3 separate regions of the Danio rerio genome follow, and all the other regions are linked to region 2. Evidence: chromatin contacts called from public Hi-C and HiChIP or PLAC-seq data. All regions are on one chromosome and are shown on one strand. Each heading gives the region's core, a stretch centred on a gene start, on an enhancer-like site or on the middle of the called end of the contact. The rest is flanking DNA. Distances are from core to core; before and after follow the strand shown. Region 1 overlaps raly (RALY heterogeneous nuclear ribonucleoprotein). Region 2 holds the start of cyc1 (cytochrome c-1). Region 3 holds the start of eif2s2 (eukaryotic translation initiation factor 2, subunit 2 beta).

Region 1 (2,700 bases), core at 136-2,635, 350 kb after region 2:
AGATTTTTTGTCTTGTTTCAAGTCCAAATATCTAAAACTACTTATATCAAGAAACATTTTCTAGGCCAGTAAAATATATTGTCTTGTTTTCAGAAATAATATCCCAATATTAATGGAGGTTTACCTTAAAACAAGCTAAATAATCTGCCAATGGGGTAAGCAAATTAATCTTGTTTTTCCTTTTGACATAAGATTATTTTGCTTACCCCATTGGCAGATTATTTATCTTGTTTTAAGGGAAAACTCACTTAAGTTTGACATATTACATCTTAAAACAAGACAGCATGTTTTGCTTGTCTAGAAAATTCTTCTTAATTTAAGAGTTTTTAGATATTTGGACTAGAAATAATACAAAAAATCTAAGTAAGAAAAGCATTTTTTGCAGTGTATTCGGGCTGGATGATTGGCTATTTCGTCTTATCCAATATCTATTGGGAGGGTGCTATCGCAAATGGACCTGTCAAACGAACGCAGCTTACTTTAACGTTAATTTCGCCAAATAACTGTGCTTATAACTGGGTGACAAGCTGCTATAATATGCTAAAAGCATTATATAAATATAATATATAATATGTAATCAGTATAACTTATCTCTAATGACAAACTAACTGTGTACCGCATCGGATATCAGCATGTAAATGTCAGCATAAATCGGCATGTAAATGTCAGCACTCCCAGTTTTTTCTGCAACCTCACTGCATCCTGAAGGTTTACAAACTGGTAATTCCTCTATTGGCTGGGTTTTTTTTAAGGGGGAGGAGCTACACTATGTTCAACCCTCTCTTCGTGTTTTGGTTGAGATTACATAAAGCATCGAATAAAAATGCAAATTTCAAAGCACTTCACCAGACCTTTAATAGTTAAGGTAGAAGTCTGGTTTAGATTTTGGGTAGGATTAGAGAAAGAGAATAAGATCATACTTTATAACTACTTATGAACATTATTATCTTAATAATAGGCAGATACAAAGCCAGAGGTTAATAGCATGAATTGTGACCTAAACTAAAGTGAAAAAAGAAACTCACAAAGGTCTGAAACCACACAGTGGTGAGTAAATGGTGAGATAATGTGGATTCACCCCTCTATAGTAAGGTAAACCAGTAAAACCCTTTTGCACATGCTGAAATAGACTGACCTCAAGCCATAACTCCATAAAGGCTTTTTTACGGAGCACTTTTTAGTGTCGTAACCCAGCAGTGACTTATAATGAAGTCAGGCACAGTGTTTCTTTCCTTCGCACGGCTTTTCCTGTCATAATACATTTTCTCACAACTTGGCAGAATCTGAAGAAACTCTCGTAAAAACACTCACACACAGCTGTAAGCTGCAGAACTAAAAAGACGGAGGAGAGAATATGCGTGTCACAAGAACTCCCTTCATGACCCGTTAAGCAAACTTTGGCTGTGCGAGCGCGCGGTTGGCCAGCGTCCCTTTTCGGGAGCTATGGAAACCCTGCTGCGAGACTCAGCTGGATGTACTTGTTTGCAGATGTAAGGGATATTGCAGCCATATGATGAGCTGACATGTTTATTGATATCTCTCTTGTGATCTCTGCTCCCTGACTTACAGCCGTCTTAGGGCGACGCTGACTCCAGTCGATATTTTACAGCAAACATATCCAATAATTTAGATCTCCAGGATTGCGGATCAGTCAATAAAGCTGTGTAGATGGCATGTGGGAAGCCAGCTGCTCTCTTTCGGGTTCTGGGCAGCAGACTTTCTTCTCTTTGAAGGCAAGAGTGTCTTCTTCTCTCACTCCATTCATCGCCTCCATCCCCGACAACAATAGGTTTAAGACTTGGATTCCAAATTGTTAACTTGTGGCCTCATTTCGGTCAATTTGGCTACAATGCAATGACATGTGCTGTCAGTGGATATGAGGTTCAGTTGCTCTTTTAAGTCGTTCTGCTTATGAGGAGCTGATGTATAAAAAGCATGAGATGACTTTGCTTAAAGATTGACTTTTTCATTTTTCCAAATGTACTAGAGCTTATTTGAATCACTTAATAGAGACTTTCTTTTTCCATGCATGTTAACAAATTAGGAATTAAATGGCTGTACAAAAATGATGATTGAATCCAACAAAATCATACCACACTCAAAAAATATCTCATTGGATGTTCTTGATAAATTTAATTGAGGGCAGGATTTCCATCTAATACATTTGTTTAGCACCAACTACAAAGCAACTATTTACACAATTCAATGTAAAGCCTGGTTTATACTTCTGCGTCAAGTGATCAGCGTGACCCACGGCTGCACTGCAAAAAATGCTTTTCTTACCTAGATTTTTTGTCTTGTTTAAAGTCCAAATATCTAAAAATTCTTATATCAAGAAACATTTTCTAGGCCAGTAAAATATATTGTCTTGTTTTCAGAAATAATATCCCAATATTAATGGAGTTTTCCCTTAAGAGAAGCTAAATAATCTGCCAATGGGGTAAGCAAATTAATCTTGTTTTTCCTTTTGACATAAGATTATTTTGCTTACCCCATTGGCAGATTATTTATCTTGTTTTAAGGGAAAACTCACTTAAGTTTGACATATTATATCTTAAAACAAGACAGTATGTTCTGCTTGTCTAGAAAATTCTTCTTGATTTAAGAGTTTTTAGATATTTGAACTAGAAATAAGACAAAAAATCTAAGTAAGAAAAGCATTTTTTGCAGTGTGCTTTACGCATTGTCATGCATTTATAC
Region 2 (2,700 bases), core at 17-2,516:
GCTAGCGAATGACATACTGGCCTACAAAAGACACATACACACATGCTTAAAATGGATTATATTATGGTTAATATTCTGATGGCTAACTTAAATAAACTGCCTATTGCATCAATGGATTTAAAGTCTTCTCAATATGCATGGATGACAAGTTATCCTTTTATAATAATAGAAGCAGATTAATATTTTAATTTACATATTATTTTCTTAACATGATATCCAAGCTGTCATGTAAACAAAACAATACAAAATCTGAACCAGCGAAGGACAACCTGACCTTAAATGTCAGTCAATGAGAAAAATACCTTACAATTACACTAACTTCTATAATACAAATACTGATATTAATCAAATATTAACATGGTAAATAGAAAAAGTCATTACAAGCACCAACATTAAAAATTATAACCATACCCAATTATAACAATCTGAAACCTGTCAATAACGTCTTAGGAACACACAAAGATTTCAAACTAATGAATAATAAACATTAAAGTATGATATTTAGGTCACGAATTATATATTTCTAATCTGTGCCCTTCAGAGAGACCAGTCAATCTGCAATATTGCCATGTTGTAACATGTATTATCTGATTATACATAAACTTTTAGTTATTTCCATCTTAAATGCTGATATCATTGACACATTCTGACATTCATACCGAACATTAAACGCTAAACTTGTTCAGGAGGGAATATAGTGTATAATTAGCACATCTGTGAACTACAAAACAAGCATCGTATGTTTAATGAACAGAAATAATGTAAGTTAACAGATGTCTTAAGAGTCAAATACCATTGATGTCACCTCCCATAGGATGAACTCAAGGAACAGCAGCTCGCCTCAGACAATAATATCAGCTGTAGTTTCTTTTTAATCGAACTACACAAGCTTTCATGCGAATGATATTTACTATTGATCGGTTAAGATGCGTTAAGACACTATTATAAAAGCACAAATGTCAAGATGCGATTGTAAGAAGACCCACAGCTGCGGTGACCTTGCTGTAGGTAAAAGACGCCGGGAAAATTCAGAGAATTAAGGCGAACGTTTACATCCGTGAAACTCCGGACTGTGAAAATATGGCAGATAGATAAGAAAACACCACATAGATCCATACCCGTGGAGTATGAAAGGCTTTGGATGTGTTCAGGAGGGTTCTCCCGGTACCGGAGAACACGACCACACGGAGCGCCGCCATGTTCTTGACTCTGCGGATAGAAAGACGCTTCCACCGGATGAGAGCCAAACAACCCCCTCCCTTCGCTGAAACTTACACAAGCTCTTACAAAACCTATTTATTACGCTATAAACGGTAAATTGTGAGTTTAGGGATTTTAAATTTAATTTGCACAGCGAAAACTGGCTTTTTAGGGTCAAATTGAAGCGGTTTTTAATTTTAAAATAACGCAAAACCGTGTTTTGTTTGTGTTATAGCGCCACGTAGACGATGGAGGTGTATTTAGCAGCTTATTAAACGTGCAGTGTCAAGTTGTGGTTATGGGAGAAACGAAGCTTTTCAACACCTTGAAAAGTTGGATCAGGGTGCTTGACTTTAACTCGGCTAGAATACATGCAAAATTGTCAAATGTGCAGTGCTACACACTTGAAGTTAATTTGCAGAAACAGTTAACTCAATTTTTTGTATTTTTTTTATAATATCATCTGTAAGTTTTTTTTTTGGCAGATGAACTCTTCTACAATAAAAAACATGATTTAAGCTAATTATTATCCTATCACTTCATATAGAATAATAAACTTCACAAATAAACTCTTCACATGTAGCTATAAAGTGTATTGCAAAATATTCTACACATTCTTAAACGTTATCATGCTTTAATAAAAATAAAAACTTTCATAGCAACACAATCTTCTACAAGCTTTTTTTTTCTGCACTCAGACTTATATAGATCGTTTTAATAGATAAAAAAATTAGTAAAATTCTGAAAATATTTTTGAATGTGAAATATTAATTTCTTAGACATGAAAAGTATTATTAATACTGCTAAATTATAATTAGGCTTACTTGATTATAAGCTTACCCTTTATTCGTTAATTTATTTGTGCTTATTTGATAATAAAACTAATCTTTAAATTTGTCATCATCTTCAGTTAAAAACTGATTAATTGGTTCTCGTTATCAAAATCTCATGCATTGATTAATGCTACAGATGATCATAATTTCATATTTTGGCTATTCAAATAGCATTTGTAACCTTCATATTCTATTATCTCAGTGTTTCTCAAACACGATCCTGGAGGACCACCAGCTCTGCACATTTTGTACATCTCCTTAACCAAACACTCCGAATTCAGATCATAAGCTCATTAGCAGAGACTGAAAGACCTGTAATGCGTGTGACAGGCAAAGGAGAGACTTCCAAAACATGCAGTGCTGGTGGTCCTCCAGGAACGTGGTTGATAATGTTTGGGCCATAAAAGCCTGGTGAATAAAATCATAGTATCGATTGTTAGACAAAACGTTTTTTTCTGTTTTAATGTGAAACTTTAGATGTTTAAATAATATTTGATGTATCAGACCATAATTGGGAATAACCTGAAAATCGTTCAGGTTCATCAGAGGTTCACCAGCGGCAAAGCATCGTTTAATGAAATCACGTGACTTGGTGATTTCGATTCAAGCTCCGAACCACTGATGCAAACCAAAAGATTCACTGTTATTTTAATGCGCTTATACTCTG
Region 3 (2,700 bases), core at 173-2,672, 390 kb after region 2:
GATTTATTGTAAATTGATACTATTTACATGCAAAGACAATCTGTCCTAAGGCAACTTAAATAGTCCACTTGAATGTTTAAACTCATTTACAAGTTTTTTTTAATAATTTAAAATCAAACTGGCAATGACAAGATTCTGGGGAGAAATTTGGGCACTGACTAGAGATAGTTAATAATATTGCTTTGGGTTTTCTTAGCATCTCTCAATTACCATGGTACACTAGGCAGAGAACATTTATGCAGAATAAAATGGCATGCAATTTACCTTTCTTCCTCCCCTCATCTTCATCGAGATCAAACTCTCTCTCCTCACCACCATCTGCCTCGATCTCTTTTGCTTCTACTTGTTGGCTTTCATCTCCTCCCTCTCCACCATCTTCTTCCAGCATGAAGGGCTTCTTCTTCTTTTTCTTCTTCTTGGTCATGGTGGGATCAAATATCATCTGGAAGGACAAAAAAGCAAGAGTTTAATGAGATGAGATTGAGAAGACCCCAGCAACAAAGGCCAGAAAAGCCTACTGACCAGTCGGTCAGAACTAATCTGACTAAGACTATATTAGATGATGTCAACCATGATGTAATTTTATTATTTTATAAAACAAGTTGAATAACATATACCTGGAGTGGCTGAACTCACTTCCCAATTTAAAGTAAAGTATCAGGATAAAGATGTTTAAAAGTGATAATCAGAAACCAACACTTCATTGACCAGGTATTGCATCATAATATTTATACAGTATTTCAAACATGTCAGGGTGCTGAAATGCAAATTCCATAATACTTTAGTTTTTTAAAGACTAATGTTTATTTAAGCATTGAACTAAAACATTCTTATATCATAGTATTTACATGATACTTTACAAATACTAGAGGCATTGTATGAATAGTCTAAAAACATGGTGCTTCCACAAACAATATTATCAATATTATCAACGACTACAAAATAAAACACAAATGTCAAAACCATAGTAAATAATCATTAATACAATCGCATTATGATAGCAGTCAAAAACAACTTAAGTAATACCATGGTACTCGAGTAAAAGAACCCTTGTATCACAACGTCCAGACATTATCGTAACTGTCGAAAAACGCGCTATCATGAATAAACTCCAATTACAGTACCATATTACGTTTTGTCAATAAACTCTCAAGATCATTTGAAATATGTACAACGTTTAATATGCAACTAGCCAGGCTACTGACAAAAAGATCTAGAAAAAACGAGTCGGCACATGTGTTTCCACACAGCCTAAACTAGTAGGCCCAATTGTCCTTCCTTTTTGACTGTGTAAGTTCATCTATTTTAACCTATGTTCTTCATAAACAGAGACAGTTCACTAACCTCGTCTCCAGACATGTTGTCGGCTTGTAGTGAAAACCCAAGAATAAAACGTCAACGTTATAATAGTGTAAATTTAACGGTCTACTCTTCCTCGATACGCGCGATGTCTGCGACAGGCCGGGCGGAGCTGAATGCGCATGGGCGTCAGATAGCGCTAAGCGCATTGCATGATGGTAGTTGTAGTTTTGGTTGGTAAAACTACGCAGGAGACTCCTATTTTGTCATAGCGTTTGTGTCTCAGGCGGAAAAAAATCCCACATTTAACAGACAGAAATGTTTTCACAGAGAAACTCGTGGCTTATTTTGTCTCTCTGGAGTATGGCAGAACTCCCGAGCCTTGTTTGATCAGATTTTGAAGCTCATAAACCAAAACAGTTTTATGGAGTTGGCATAAACAAACGAGTGTGCTGGGAGAATTACTTTTATGTGATACAATAAATCTTGGTAAATAATGCTCAACTTGGTTTCTAAACTGCATGGCCTGAGCAGGTGTAAACATGGCGTCTCTGAAGAGTTTAACGCTTGCATTCTTCAAATCTCCTCAACAATATCCTCAAAGCTTCTTCCAGAGGAGAACCAGACCTGCCTGCTTCATGCTCATAATGGCTTGCAAACCATTTTATTCCTCTAATCTGTTTAAAATTGCAGTGGGATTCCTGGCTCCCAGACAGCTAAAGCCTTTTCCTGCGTCCTCCATTCCTGTCTGCTTTTGACAACAGTGCTGAATCTTGCGTCATAGAGCACAACACATGCATGAGAACTTCTCGCTTTTTATATAAATACAGTCCCTGAGGTACAAGGTGAGTTGCCATTATTTTCTCAGCAAGAACTAACAACAATACAAAACATTACTTTCCTAAACACCTGTTTGTCTCTATATATGAACTGCATCTTTTGATCTACGATATCGTCCGCAATGAGAAACTGTTGGAAATAACATTAAAAGGTTTTGTTCTCTGAAACCCTCACAGAAGACAGTTCAGGATTTTCAATTGAGTTACATGCGATTACATCAGTAGGTTTTTCTCTTTCTTCTCCCAGCTGTGCTTTGTTTGTTTAATGACTCTGGACCACAAAGTATGTGTCTAAATTATCGATCTTTATTATCATTCAAATTTTATTTTTATCAGAATATTAAGTTCTTCTTCTATGAAAACATTTCAGAAATTTACTTTTGTTAATTTGTCAAAACATCATTTTTAATTAATAATATGTATATGATATTAATTGAATAAATGTTTTATTTTAAACTACAGATTCCAGATTTTTAAATAGTTTTATATCGGCTAAATGTTGTCTTATGCTAACAACCAATACATCAATTGAAAGCCATTTATTTCAGATGAAAAAAAATCA

What was found. A called contact is a pair of places that touch in the nucleus more often than the background predicts. HiChIP or PLAC-seq counts read pairs in DNA pulled down with a chosen protein or histone mark.
Region 1: an H3K4me3 HiChIP or PLAC-seq map of embryo shows a contact between it and region 2, with 7 times the contacts expected there. The contact joins the enhancer-like site here to the promoter of cyc1 in region 2. A contact is called at or near these places in 6 of 18 Hi-C or Micro-C datasets (caudal fin, embryo, hematopoietic stem cells and 2 more) and 3 of 4 datasets of contacts at active chromatin or transcription factors (caudal fin, embryo and gastrula embryo).
Region 3: a Hi-C map of hematopoietic stem cells shows a contact between it and region 2, with 3 times the contacts expected there. The contact joins the promoter of eif2s2 here to the promoter of cyc1 in region 2. A contact is called at or near these places in 3 of 18 Hi-C or Micro-C datasets (caudal fin, hematopoietic stem cells and an unstated tissue) and 2 of 4 datasets of contacts at active chromatin or transcription factors (caudal fin and embryo).

The regions. Positions count from the first base shown.
Region 1 is chr6:52,679,341-52,682,040 of GRCz12tu, reverse strand. The region is part of intron 5 of raly (RALY heterogeneous nuclear ribonucleoprotein); the gene reads left to right. Among named protein-coding and RNA genes, the nearest start is that of eif2s2, 47 kb to the right of the region's middle. Within about 2 kb of position 1,385, at least 4 of the 62 cell types and tissues checked have an H3K27ac peak or open chromatin away from gene starts, as enhancers often do.
Region 2 is chr6:53,024,423-53,027,122 of GRCz12tu, reverse strand. cyc1 (cytochrome c-1) reads right to left here and starts at 1,266. Exons shown (of 7, transcript NM_001037393.2): 1 at 1,119-1,266; 2 at 1-21. The coding sequence starts at 1,199.
Region 3 is chr6:52,632,128-52,634,827 of GRCz12tu, reverse strand. eif2s2 (eukaryotic translation initiation factor 2, subunit 2 beta) reads right to left here and starts at 1,422. Exons shown (of 9, transcript NM_212675.1): 1 at 1,345-1,422; 2 at 265-442. The coding sequence starts at 1,359. It also overlaps a transcript of asip1 not described here.